Linked DNA regions of Anas platyrhynchos: region 2 is linked to region 1. A link is a contact called in public Hi-C data. All regions are on one chromosome and are shown on one strand. The core of a region is the stretch at or near the end of the contact, and the rest is flanking DNA. Distances in the headings are between cores, read along the strand shown. Region 1 has its middle 9.5 kb from the start of RAB20. Region 2 overlaps CARS2 (cysteinyl-tRNA synthetase 2, mitochondrial).

Evidence for each region. Hi-C and Micro-C count contacts between places; a contact is called where the count stands out from the background.
Region 2: a Hi-C map of skeletal muscle shows a contact between it and region 1, with 5 times the contacts expected there. The contact joins two enhancer-like sites. A contact is called at or near these places in 5 of 8 Hi-C or Micro-C datasets (F1 follicle, F5 follicle, skeletal muscle and 1 more).

Annotation. Positions count from the first base shown.
Region 1 is chr1:146,497,380-146,504,941 of IASCAAS_PekinDuck_T2T, forward strand. No RefSeq gene overlaps it. Among named protein-coding and RNA genes, the nearest start is that of RAB20, 9.5 kb to the left of the region's middle. Within about 2 kb of position 4,557, at least 2 of the 8 cell types and tissues checked have an H3K27ac peak or open chromatin away from gene starts, as enhancers often do.
Region 2 is chr1:146,591,984-146,599,039 of IASCAAS_PekinDuck_T2T, forward strand. CARS2 (cysteinyl-tRNA synthetase 2, mitochondrial) reads right to left here. Exons shown (of 15, transcript XM_027444250.3): 7 at 4,981-5,110; 8 at 2,403-2,536. Among named protein-coding and RNA genes, the nearest start is that of CARS2, 12 kb to the right of the region's middle. Within about 2 kb of position 2,913, at least 3 of the 8 cell types and tissues checked have an H3K27ac peak or open chromatin away from gene starts, as enhancers often do.

The DNA.
Region 1 (7,562 bases), core at 3,307-5,806:
TTGCTGTTAATGCATCTTATAAAACTGTAATATTTTGCTTTTGCCCTTTCTTTTCTATAGCCGTATTTTCCATCATCACTCACCTTGAGGACCCCACTGGAAATCTTATTGAGATCAATGGAACTATTCATAGCAAAGATATAAATAAGTGTGATGGAATTAGACCTTCTGCCACCTCAGAAGAAATACCCTCCCATCTAATTATCTAGATATATTCCTGCTCTAAATTCAAGAGCAAAAAAAAAATTAAATCTCTGACAAGCAGTGCCTACTGTTTGCAGCTGACACAGAAACTTTTTTTTTTCTTTTTTCTGCTGTTATAATACAATTATCCTCTATGTAGTTCTGCTATGGGAAAATTTGATACAAATGATGATTGCTCATGCAGTGTATTTTTTGGCACTTTGTTTTTGAGCTGCAATGAATTGCATGCTACTGTTTTGACATCTTTCCAGACTGTAGATTCTGCTGTGTTTCTTGGGAGCCTGGGAAATTACCTAGAAATGAAACTTGTTGCTGGTGATTTCATTTATACAAGCAAGTTGCTGAAGCAATTGCTTTGGTACTTCCTCTTCTGGCTTCAGAGCTGAAAGTCTGATTTGAAAAATTGTTTGCTTGCTATTTTTCCATGTGCGAGAAATGCCAATTGGGAAGTAAACATAATTGCACTTTGCTTTTCTTTGGCTCTTTAATTATTAGTAATACACAGTATTTTCATGACATTTTCATTTTTAGAGCACTGCAGAATTGTGGCCATATGTTCTGTGCTAGTTTACACCTATGCCAACTTCACTGCAAGGTTGCTAAAATGACTTATGGGAGTAAATCAGTTCCATATTTCACCTGACGTCATTGATCGGTTCCAGAAGCTTTTGAGTATAAGGTATCCCAACCTCCCTTCACACCCAGGGAAAGTAACTCAACTCAGAGGGAAAAGTTGGGTCCATTGGGACACAAAATTTTGGGTCCAAAAATTGAGTGGAAGAAGGAAGGGAGGGGGGGGATTAAGAAGCAAAATGCTTGAGGAAAAAGTTACACTCCATTAGGAGATAATTTTTCATAGACAGCAAATTACGTGGATCCTTTTAATATTTTTTTAAGCAAACATCTTTTTCTGCACTTCTGCAAGTGAAAGGAAGATGCAGAAATTGCTATGCGTGTTGATATTTAAATTAAATCCCTAATTTAAGCAGAAGTTCTGGTTGGAACTCATTCCAAATTTAATATGATATAATCTAATTGACTTCAAACACCTGCTTGTGTCAAAGCTGGTCTGTTTAAAGAGTAAAAATAACAAAAAGTAAAAAACACTTCTAGCACATACTGGAGATGTTAATGGAAGATATTATTATTGGAGCGAGCCCGTTCCTATTTAATTCCAATAAAGATGCTTGTAATTCTGTAAAGCTCAGAGGAGATTACTATAAAATAACATAGCAAGATTGCTATTCTTAAATCAGAAAAAGGAGAAAGGAGAAAATTAATTTAATGTAGACAGATGAAACTGAATGGAAGAAATAATTGAAATTAAAAGGTGAAACAAAAGAGGTTTAGTCCAAAAGTGAAGAGAGAGGATACACAGCGTAAAATGAAAGCTTCACTGTAAAATACATGCATGGAAAGTAAGAATGGAAATGGGTAAAAGAAAAATAACTAGGAATATCCACAATGGATGAAAGACACCATTGAATATAGAAAAGGATTTCCATTCTCTGTGTCAAGCTGGGACCTGATTTCATAGCATGTTAACAGTCAGCTGATCAGAAGTATTTTCTCTGCTCTTAAGAATACTGTTAACAGTTAAAAGCATATCTAAGCAAATGCGTACAAACATTAAAAGCATATGCTAAAATTACTCACTGAGGAAGGATGTCCTTGATTTCAAATTCTGAGGTTTTTTATTAGGGTTATGCATTAGCTAACTCTTAGACAAGCAGAAAATGGATAGTAACAAAAGGAAAAAAAAAAAAAACTGCACAAATGAAGAAATCAAAAAGAACACTTGTTGGCTGTGTTCTTCAGAGCTGGTAAGAACAAAATCCATCAGTTTCAGCAAGCTTTAGGTCAAAGTCTGTGTTTGGATGGATATGGCGTGCAATTTCACAATGTACTTATATTCATTCTAAGTACATTTTGTGATCATGAAAGATTTGTAATAAACCTTTCTTGTCACAAGAACCGTGACAACTTGAAACTCAAGGTCTATTTAAACTGGAAAAAAAGTTAGGCAGTCCAGGGAATGGAAGTGAATTTGTTCTCCAGGTAAAACACTTATCTCACTGCCTCCACTCTTAAAATTGCCAATATAAAGGGTGAAAAAAAACACTACTGGGGAGCTAGCACTACTGAGGGCATGTGGTAGAAGGTTTAAAACAGAAGGAAGTAGTTGTTTTTTCTCAGTGCATAATTACATTGCAGAACTGCTTGCCTTGTGGAAGCCAAAGGTTTAAAAAAGGTTAGACAAAGTAAGTAATGGAAATCAGAAAGTCCCCAAACCCCTGATTCTCAGACATACCAGGCAAGAGAATCTGTACACACATTATATTTTCACACACATTCGAACTTGAATCATCCTCACCTCTGGGAAAGGAACAGTTTTATGAAGCAGCCCCTAAACCTCTGCAGTTATATATAAACACAACCTGAAGTTTGGGTCAGCTTGTCTTAAAGCATCAACCTAAAATCTGGCATGTCAGGAGGTGGAAATGAGCACTGATTGGCCCCTTCTGTGGGACACTGAGATTTAGTGGTGTGGTCAGGGTAGGAGGTGACTGTAGAAGGGAGCTACAGGGGGCTCCTGGATTCTGAACTAGCTAATCTCTAGTACAAACTAGAGCCACTTGATTGCTACCAACTGTCCAAAGCTTTATTTTCTGAGTTTTTGAATAGCAATCTGATAACTGAGAAGCTATCTTACTTCTCAGTTATCAGCTGGAAGGGTCATAAAACTTATGATTACTTGATCCAGCTAGGTGAAAGCAAAGAATAAATTAAGCAGTATAGATTTATGAAAGTAGAATAATATGCAGCAGAATTAAGCAAAGAATTGTAGAGATAATATTTAAGAATCATAGAATTGAACAGGTCCTGCAAAAACTTGCATGAGGGTAGATGTTTGCCCACTTTCTCTGGGGGAGATAGGTAAAGAAGCAATACCTCCAAGTCTTTCAGCAGGAGGGCCAACAACTGAATCAGTGGAGTATCATTCCAGTTTGGAATGATACTTAAACTCTTCTAAATCTCCTTTAAAACTAGAAATGAAATAATAATAATAATAACAAAATAAACAGTAGAGATCAATGCTAGAATGTCAAAGAGTGAACTAATGCTCTTGGTCTTTTATATCCTAAACTGTGTGATAGCAGTAGTAACTTATTGTTCTGGTCTTTGTAGCTTCCTCCCATCTGGTCTTCTATTTCTGAGAGATTTTTCTGTTCAGCTCTTTTATTAGGTCTCCCTGGCAAGGCAGGTGGCTGCTTGCGCCCCACTTGTTTCACGCTGGAAATAAAATCAAATCACAAGAGGCTACAGAAATAAGTGGCTCACATTTTCACTCTGCTAAAATAAACATTAACTCTGAGCCTTCAGATGTTTTCAGGCGTTCTGACCCAGAATTCATCTGGCACTTGAAATAAACTATTAACTATTAACCAGTAGATGGAAGCTGGTATGGTCACAGTCTGAGATCAGCTATTGCCTTGGAGCAAAATGACTTGTGACCTTGACAAACTAAGTTTCTGATAGCAGATATATATATATATATATATATATATATATATATAACATATATAAAATACCCTCTTCATTATCCATAGACTGTTTGTGCATGTTAACTGCATTAATATAATATAGTCACAAATGTAGTGGTAGAAGTAACAGTTCAACAGTGTGTACTGAGGGAGTAACAGTCTAGCCTTCAGTTTTGATAATGTCTATACAAATTAACAGAACAGCTTTCTAGCCTTCCTCACAATGGAAACTGTCCCACAAAGGGTCCTGTACCATAGGTACCAGCATGAACCAGGCTGCTTAAATTTTTGAATGTTTTTGAATGACTTTAATAAGATTGGCTATATGAGGTTATCAAAAATACAGGATAAGTCAGGGGCCAAGCCAGGCGAATATAGTAGGGGTTTTATTAATTTCTGTTGTGCATTTTTTCCTTTGAGAGTGTGTGTTTCACTTCTGAACTCCCAGATGTTTTTGTTTAAAATGCACAGCAAGATATTAATTTGGAATGAGATAAAAATTTGCACATGATACTGTAGTTTCAGGGTTGAATGTTCCAGGTCATTTCCTTGACACCTTTTCCAGTAAGTGAGAAGAAGGAAAAAATGCTTTCCATGTGACCCAAATTATGTCAGAGAGAGGAAAGCTGAGTCAATATATCTTTACCCCTTACTACTTCTAGCAGAAGTCTGTGGGTGGCAATTATGATAGTGTGAACTACTTGGAGCTGCAGTCGTGAATTTGGCTGCAATGTAGGCATACCCATAGAGGCGTTTCTATTTTGGCTAAGAAAGTGAGGATTTCAATGTGTTGCATCAACTTCCTCCCTCTGACTAAGAACATTTTTTTATCCGAAGCTGAAAGCATGAGCTCTCCACTCACACATGCCACCCCCGGTAGATGGCTTACAATTCATACACAGGGTTTTGTCCAAAGTCATGGGAGTCCGGTGACCGTGGCCCTTACATCCTTGGTGGTGATGTGAAATGCTCTTTCTGCACTTCTGAGGGATTTGTAGTGGCTGCCCTTTGTGCTAATTTGCAACATGAATTGGTGCATAGTCCCACACATGGGGGACTTTACATGGGGGTTTTGTGAATTTGTCTTGTCCTGTCCTGAAACACAAACTGGTCCAAGCACAGGTGGACATTGAGGATATGGCTGCGTTATGGGGCATGGGAGCATCTCGCTATTGCTGAATTTGGATGCTTAAGATTTCTTGTCCTGATTTCAAGCTTGAAACACCATACATGCCCTTTTTCTGTCCTTTTTCCCATGTATAAGAAAACTTGATGTTCAGACAGGAGGACCACAAAGCAAAGGTTTTCCACAGCAAACCTGGACAGGTGCCTTTATCTGGACAAGTAGGGAAATCAAGACTGCAGGTGACACCATGGAGTACAGAAACACCAGCAGTACTGGCACAGCCTACGCTGGGGGAATTACTTCTGAAACAAGCTCCTACAAAGAAAAAAAAGTGATTACCACTTCTCTTAGACATCATTTTTCAAAAATCACCTCTGTCAAACATGTAGTATTTGTTATCTGCTTTACATGTGTATCTGTGTTACAAAATAGGATAAAACATGTTGCATGAATACTTGGGGCACGTGTGGTCACAGAGAAGTTTAAACGATGATTTCTGGAGGTGACTACTGCTGGCCATGAGGGCACCTGGGCAGTTGGTGCCAGGGGAAGCAGCATAAGGACGCGTTGTAATAAAAACCGAAGCCCTGGGTCCCTGCCCTCCGGGGTTGGGATTTCTCTTTGGGGCTTTCCGCAGGAGCAGGAGCGGGGCTGGGCTGCTGTTCCAGCCCAGGCACCGCGAGGTGGCAGCAGGCATTCTCCTATGGGCTCCTGCGCTCCTGCCAAGGCAGTGCTCAGGCTTTTTTCGTTCCTTATCGGTAATTCTTAATTAATAATCGAGGGCTTGCTCCTCCGGCAGCGTCCCGCGGGGGTCGCAGCGCGGGATGCTCTGTCTGATGCTCCAGGGCTCTGCTCTGCTGGACCCTTCCTTCTTTCCAGCCTTGGTTTTATTAATATGAGTGCAGGTTTCCTGACTTCAGAGCAGATGTACCAGCGGAATCGAGACAAGTTCCCCTTGAGCCTGGAGCAAATTAGACAGGTCAAAGGGCTGAGTGTGAGTGAATGCAGAGGAGACGGTCCATAGGTGTGTTCACTGGACATCTATCTGCTCAGCAGCACGATTCATGTGTGTTTTTGCTGGGGTCACCTGGAACAAGTGTTTTATTTATTGCTCACTCATTTGAGTGTGCCAATAAACTGCCTTCAGAATCCCAATGGTTCTCGGTGGTACCATGGGGGACAGCCAAGCTGCCCACACTTTTCTGATGCTCTTTTTGTAGACTCACTTGTAAGCATGACACCAAATATAAATGGCTTTGGGGAAATTCGTGGTGCACCTGTGACCTTGTGCAGGGCCCTCGCAATAAGCCCGTTTGTCTCACTTTGATGGAATCCAGCCTGGAGGCTGAAGGGCTTTCCACCACTCCTGCAAGCCCGTGTGCTTGGAGTGCTGAGCTAACAGGAAAGCGAGTGAGGAGAAGTGGGACAGACCCACTGCTGGATGCAAACCTACAGAGTCAGATCTGACCTCCGAAAAGCCCATGACTGCTAGCTAGCCATTCAGTTAAGGGAAAAGCATGTGCCATGACCCAAGACGAGAGGTGGCCAGCCCCACAGGCACAGGGCTCGAAGCTTGGGAAGCCCCCTGGCTCCACGGACCCAGGAGACTGGCTGCCTCTAAGTATTGGGTACTTTTAACCCCCCTCGCCCAACCCAATGACAGCATCATGGAGCTGCAGGAACACCATGGCAAGTAGGGACCAGTTTTTATCCTATTTGGGTACAGCTCTGCTACCACCACTCTGAATATGAATGACCCCATCCATGAATTAAAGAGAAAGCTTATCACAACAAGGAATACGTAGTGAAGATTTATGATTGAGATTGCTCAGGTTGTCCACCCTCTGTAAAAGCTCTGCTGATAAGATCTTTGAGGGTACTGTGGTGGAGATGGAGAGCTTTTTCCCCTGGATAGTCACAGCGGGAGCCCACAGACCATTTGTATTGCTGTCACACTGTGCTGACATGCTCTGGATATTGCTGCTCTTGTTCCCTGTCACAGGCCAGAGTCAACCACTGTAATAATCACGAATGGCCATGAACTTAGGAAGGAAAAGGTTTAGGGGCCACTGCCAAATTGGGAAACAAAGGAGGGCGTAGGGTTTTTTAGACCATAGATAAAAAGGTCATTTGATTCATTATTTCCCAGAATAGCCTGGTACCATTAATCAGAAAAGTACCATTAAGGCAGCAATAGGAATAACCAGCCCAGTGGAAATGACTTCTCATGGCCTCTGAACTGGAAGAAGCTCTGTTCAGCTAATGCCAAAGGATCAGTCCCAGACCCCACCACCAGCAGCTCAGGTGTGTGCACAAGCATCCAGAGGCAGCCACCACAGGCTCGTGGTTGTCATGACAGCACGAGGACTGTTGGTTTTTGGGATTTGGGGACCATCTTGAGACCCCTCTTCACACCCCTTCTAAATGGATGCTACACTGAAGAGAGCCGAGTGCAAGATCCCTTGGGTTTCATGCAGGATGCCAACAGCCACCTCTGTGCTTATGGCACTGCAATGAGAGGATTTCCATCCTTCAATCTTTTTTTGCCTTGCTTTTACAGCAAGTTCTCTGTTACGGAGTACTCTTCCCGGGGATACTTTACATAAAAAAGCAATAGAAATGTCATTGCACTCAGAAAATGTTCGCGTGTGCAGTCAGACGCTGTTAAGATCACACTCACTTTTCTG
Region 2 (7,056 bases), core at 1,663-4,162, 93 kb after region 1:
AATAAAAACATGCAGACTGCCAGAAACACTGGACACTTGTAGCTCTAACAACTAAAATAAACCCCTCAAACACAAACTTTCACCAGTGGAAAATGAATAGCCTGGGTATGATTACTTATTTATTTATTTAGCTTCTGTGAAGCTGCCTAAATATTGACTGACTTAACTGTAGGCAGCCCAATTTTGAGCAATTTGGCCATGTTGTCTTAATAAGGCACAGGTAACACCTGAATTTGAAGTAATACTCCTCTTCAAGAGCCTCAGCGCTTGGAATGGTTTCATTAAAGAATCACAGAATATAAGGATTTTCATAACTTTGGCTTGGCGCTCTTCCCGGAGCACAAGTAGTCTAAAAATAAAGTCCTTATAAGAAGATTTATCCCCAGTGCAGGGATTTTCTTCCTCTAATGGGGATTGCTTCTCCAATTCTGAGCCTGCTAAAATTCTGAAGTCTGTTACCAGAATAAATTGTTTCTGAAGCTGATTCATTTGCCCTAAATAATTCACGTTATCGTCCTCCAGCAACATTTTTTGAATTAATGAATGTAATCTGTCAGCTCCTGGAGAAGCTCAGCACTCAAACTGCCCTTGGAATCAAGCTTTTTTTTTTTTTCTTCATTTTCTTGAGAAAAGAAATCTTGAATCCTCTTTATTTGCTTAGTTTCAAAGGATATTTCCCCTATAGTTTTGACTCCAAGCTAGAGAACTCAGAGTATTTTTTTTTTTTGGCAGAGGGCTCCAGCTGGCAGTAGCCAGTGTATTGTCTATCTCATTGGAAGCACAGACAATTTCCCAGCACTTCAGGAGTGAAGCGTACCCTGGAGGATGCACCAGCCTCTGGACAGTTTCTGTTGACTTCTAACAGCCTCCACATTGAGAAATGAAACTAGAATTCGGTATTAACCCCAAACAGCACAAATATATAAAGGCCTCAGTAATTCCCAGAGCGTACCAAAGCTCCACAGCTCTTGCTCAAACAAGCAGCAAGAGATTTTACACAAAGTGTTGTTCAGCAAGAAGAAAGGCAGGTTCAATCTGCAGTCTGTTGCTTTTGGTCCTTTGGAGACCACCCAGAACCACTACAACTGCAATAGGAAGAAGAAACTTCACAGTTTCTCCCAGAAGGACGCTGCCAATCCCATCACGTAACAGCGTTGTTCAGAGCATTGCGCAGCACAATCTTCACTGAAGCATTACTGTATAAGGCAGCAGCTCTACGTAACAACAATATAATAATGCTGAAGACCAAGTGAATAAGACACTTTGCTATCATTTAGTCAGGCACAGGCAGCAAGGTCACTTCTAGGAGAAAGAGATGCAGAGGTCTGTGGCATCGATGGGCTACCCCAAGACCAAGTCGCTCACCCAGCAGCAACCTCTTTGGTCACGCCTGAGCAGACTAGACCAAAGTGTCTGACTCAGTCTTTGGCATTAACCTTGCACCTCTTACTCATCACTCATCACACTGCTACCGGAGGATTTAAAAAAACAAAACAAACAACAAAAACCCACAAGCTTCTCAGAAGAATTTAAATAGTTACAGGTGCATGAATCATGCATCAGAGCTTCCAGTTCATTGCAGCAGAGCATCTGCTTGGTAGGTTTCTCCCACATTTCAAAACATCCCAGCTCAGATGTTTCTCTACAGAGTCACAACTGTGAGCTTTGTTGGCTCATCGGTTCAGGCATCTCAGCCTTCTCTCCATTCTTACCCTTCAGGAGTTCGGAGTCTTTGTAAGAGGAGAGCCTTTTCGCTGTATCCATAATTACAGGCTATTTTACTCAGCACTCCACTGAAAACTGTCTTTTAAGCTCACAGGCAACTGGTGCTGAGAGATGATGGAGAGCTAGACTGGTTTATTCCAGTTTCAAAGCTTCTAAAACACTATGATCAGCTACCTGTCACCTTCCCTCACCTGCCTCCAGATACCGAGGGTTCCATCTCAAAGACAGCAGGAATTTCTATTTTTAGGAGGCCATATAGAAAAGATCAATTATTTTCACCCTCTTCCAGCAGGACTGTCACAGCCAAAGTAAAACTGGAACAGAAACTGTTATCATAACCAGTGCCCTCAAATTTTGCAGAAATCAGGTGAAAGGAGATGAGATTCTGCTGGCAGAACTTTTCTTTCCACATTTTTAATTAGGAATAAACACTGTACAGATGCTACTTAGTATTTCAGTGTAACCACTTAAAAAAGGCATTCGTTCTACAGTTTCAAGATTCACTCATTTATGTTTCTTCTTTTAGTGAGGACAGAACTTGGTCACTGCAGTACAGCATCTGTTTGTAAGGTTTTCTTCCCATTTCATGCCATACAATGTCAAACCTTAAAAAAAAATATAAAAAAAAACACCCTTATACTTGTACAGGCCTCCCAGGTGATTGATATTTCACTTACCAGAATGCAGGAAATAATTCCCCCACTGCTCGCACTGATGATACACCTCGCACTGCGCGATCTCATTTTCATGATGAGGAAACGCGAGATCTATTCCCCCAGAATGGATGTCCAGCTGCTTTCCGAACACTGCGCTGTAACAATAATTTCCTGGTCAGCAAGGGGAACGCTACAAAAGGTTTTTGTAAAAGAAATGCAGAAAATGATAAGGTGAAACATCATAAACATAAACACATTATTGACTGATTACAGTTTCAGATGAGGATTTTACACAGATCTTAACACCAAAATTGCAGCAGAACCTGTGTGGACAGGACCACAACTGCCTGCTATTAATCTTCCTTAGCATGAGCAATTATTTTTCTAATTTAGATCAAAGAACAGCAAGCAGGACATCTCCCTTCCTTGTTCTGCTACGGTATCAGCATCAGACAGCTTCCTTCATCTACAGACTAAACAACTTCAGAGATGAACGTTTCTTGAAATTTAGTGTCCTTCTTGGGACAAAACACCCTGGCTCACGATGGCACTGCAGTCCTAGTTCACAGAGCCACAGCGTGGTTGAGGCTGGAAAGGCCCCCTGGAGGCCACCTGCTCCAGCAGGGCCACCCAGGCCCATCTCCAGGCGGCTTTTGAAGATCGCCAAGGAGGAGACCCCACAGCCTCTCTGGGCAGCCTGTGCCAGTGCCCCGTCACTTGCACAGTGAGAATGTGTTTCCTGATGTTCACAGGGAGCCTCCTGTGTTCTAGTTTGCGCCCACTGCCTCTTGTCCTGGCACCGGGCACCTCTGAAAAGAGCCTGGCTCCATTTTTTTTGCACCCTCCCTTCAGGTATTTGTAGGCATATATCTTTATAAGTTTTTACATTTATAGACCCTCTCAGTTTGGGGCAGAGAAATAGGAAAAAACTGAAAGAGAGGATGGAAGACAGACTGCCTGTGGCTATGTCTAAAGCTCATATCCCACTGCTTCTTCCTGCCTGCTTCAAAACCGGATTAAGTGTGGACCTTCAGAGAGAGACCCCAGCTTGTCCCTTCCCTCTTGCCACCTGGAGGCAAACACTGTCCATGGGCAGTTTCCTTCGACAACACAAATAAGAGCTGAGGAGAGGGAAAAAGATCTACAAAATGCTCAGGGACAGGAGCTGCAGCCCATCTCTGACTGTAAGTGAAGCTCCAGATCAGACCTGAGTCACACCAGATGGTTCCCTCCTTCTCCAGGACTAAACTAGAGACCGATGCCCTTCACCTTCTCTCTCTCTCACACACACACACTTCAAAGATATTTCAAAATTAATTCACCTAACTTAAAGAGCTTTGAGATCTTTGGCAAAACAGACAAGTAGTTATTACTTAAAATGGGTACTTGAGAGCTGACTGTGACAGTACAACACCTCAGGTAACTTACAAAAATAAGCTCCCTGTTCCTCACAGTCCCAAATTACCACACTTCTGCTCTCCACAGGTAAACTCCTATTTACATGGCAGGAGTCTCATCGCAGTGAAGTGTACAGAAAACACATACATCCTCTAAATAGCATCACATTAGCACATAGGCCACTTTGTAACCAGTTGTCATTTCTTACCTAGAGTGCACTTCTGTCTTAGGTTGCACTTCAAATGCAACGTGCTTTTGTGCACTTGGGTTGCTTTAAGAACTGTTCCACAGCACTGAAACTATTTAGTGATATAAAATCACCTTTATAAATGCTTTTTGCTAGCAGGTAGTAATGACTAACGTCCCTACATGCACCAGCATGGCCTATGAAAGAGAAACCTGAAGCAGTTGTTCCACCTACTTTCAGCTTGGGTTCAAAACTCTCAAGTTACACAAGGTCAGATCTCAGTAATTTCTTACTAGCTTTGAAAAAAAGATATGAAACTAATGCAAAACTAAGTACCACTACCAATGTTTCACAAAGGAAGAGTTAAAGCCTCTCTTTTCCAAACACAAATTAATAGGTCATAAATTGACACTTCACAGGATGAAGTATTCCTGTCCTGTAGAAAAAATGAAACAAAACTCTAAATTCTGAGCAAATTCTAGACATCTCTAAGCAAACTGCTACTGCACACAATTCACGTCATGCCCACAGATTATACTGCCACGTAGAAATCTGAATATTTAGTAGTGTGGCTGGCTTTTAAAGAAATCTGAATAATGATAGATGATTAGCAGACACATCCACAAGTGCCATTAAGATAATGTCAGCAAAACTTCCTGTGTCCTGATACAGCACTACAGGCTTGACTAGGTCCACTGGAGATTACATGACGTGGAAGGGAGGAAGATGAAAGAGGTCTTTCTTAACTTTCACAAAAACTTTGGTTACTCAATTCAAGTTAAAAGACTCCCTAATCAGCTACGTGATCTTGCATGGCTTATTTTAAATGCACGCTTTTCTCTCTAAGGAGAGAAAGTGCCAAAATATAACAAGACAGCTACGGAAAGTATTCAGATTAGAACTGGTGCTTTCCACTGATCATAAAAAAAAAAAAAAAGAGCAGTACTGCTTCTACTACTGTAGTGTGACTGATGACAAAAACCAGCGATGGGTTTAAAATACCAGAAATCTGACCTTGATATCGTGGAGCACTCGATGTGCCATCCAGGTCTTCCTTTTCCCCAGGGAGAAGTCCAGAATAACTCTTGAGGTTTGGCAGCTTTCCACAGCGCAAAATCTTTACCATAGCGTTTATCAGTATCAACTACCATGGAAAAGGGATTTATTAATGGGACATGTCTCAGAAAAATAAATAATGAACAAATGAAAGAAAGCAGAAATGTGCGCTTAGTGAACCATTCAGTTTTTATTTTCTGCCCAACTCCTTTTCCTGTGTCCTTCCTCCTTTCCTGCTTACCTTGGGCTTCCAGTTCCTTGATCAAGCTTTTGAAAAAAATAGTATGTGGAATTTGACTTCTGCAGGCTAAAAAGATGGATTCAAGATTCTTTAATACATCTCATCCTTTCTGTTCTTTTGGCTTTCTCTGGTTTTATCTCATTTGCTTAGTTACTTATCATCTAGTTTCCTAGGATATACAGGTTGCACTGCAGCAGCAGAAGAAAAAAATCCTTAATTATTTAACATTGCTCATCTGTTTTTATCAGCAGTGACGTTAGATTTACTTCTTTCCTCTACTTATTCCAGATCATTAACAAAAACACCATGTATGACTGGGTCTAAACCTACCCCTGCAGCATTCCACTACCAACACGTTCTAATGATGATTCACAGCTATTTTCAGGGCTCTATCAGGTGGTCATTTTTCTTGATCCACTCCACTTGTCCTTTATTGATATTATATAGAGGCTGTTTTTATTCAGAGCGTCATGCAATATTAAGCGGAGCACATTACAGAAATCCATTACACCTGCTTCATCATTCAAAATTGATAAGAAATAAAGGGACAGAAATATAACCTGAGCTCTACCAACTGAATCTTCATCTCAGCTTTCACTGTCTTGCCAAGCTCTGTTTGACCTGCATCTGTTGATTCTATCCCTCTCCTGCCTTTTTGGAGTATATTACTGCGAAAACAGCACTCTTCATCTTCTCGGTTATAAACTAAGGAACGGTCACTGAATCTTTAGAGATCAGAGTAAGTTCAGTAGCAAGTGAATTTGAATTGAGGGGAAGCAGGGTAAAATATGAATGATTGCAGCCAGGAGATGCCTCTGGAAACATCTTTTCCAAACCCTAACCAGAGCTGGCTCACCTACAGCAGGCTCCCCAGGGCCTCTGTTAACCCTAGGGTAGCCCACAGAGTTAACAGAGCTCTACAACCAAGTGCTCATTCGTGTCGGAGAGCAGCAAGAGGGATCTCTTCAGGAGATGCTGGTTATGACACTGTGCCCTGCAGCCACCACAGTTTGCTTTGGCAATGAGCGTGCTGTCTGGGACATTTAGGAATGGAAATGTTCTGGATTTGCAGAGAATGAGAGTGACCTACAATTCACTGGTTTTTAATTTCAGAAGAGAGGAGACGGCAGGCAAAGCCCTGCTTTGGCACCTGTCTGTTTCCAATTGTCACTAAAAACACCCCAAAGCCCCAAGAAACTGGGGACCTGGTAAAGCAGAGCACACACCACAGGACACCAGTTCTGAGTGCAGTTCTCCAGCAGCAAACAGGAGGGCACAGCTCCTCAAAACGCCTCCTGTGCAAACTCAAGAAAGGTAACACAGCACAATACAATGCAGGACATCCTCGCCTATATTCAGCTGGGGACCCCTATGCTACTATGTGCCTAGGATTAATCAGGAGGATGGTTTCAGCCTGACAGTTACTGCCCCTACAGAACATTCCCTTTGTGGGCTGTAATGAAACAACTCCAGAGCGGAGCTGTGAGAAGCTTCTGGCTGCAATTCACCTGAGTATCACCTCCTAGACATTTCCAGTAATTGCAAACACAATTTTTTTTCAATGAAGAGGTAGTGAACTTCAGCATGAAAAGCACACGGGAGACCTGCATCGAACTCTCCTATGCAGAGACCTGATCAGAGCCAACTTACGGAAACTACAGCGAGGATCAGCAGCCCTGCTCAGCAAAACAGCAGCAAAAACAGAAGAACACAGCCAAGTGCACATTACCACAGCCCATCAAAAGAGCTCACACAACCACTCTGCTTAGCAGTAGTCTGGTGGTAAATAATGA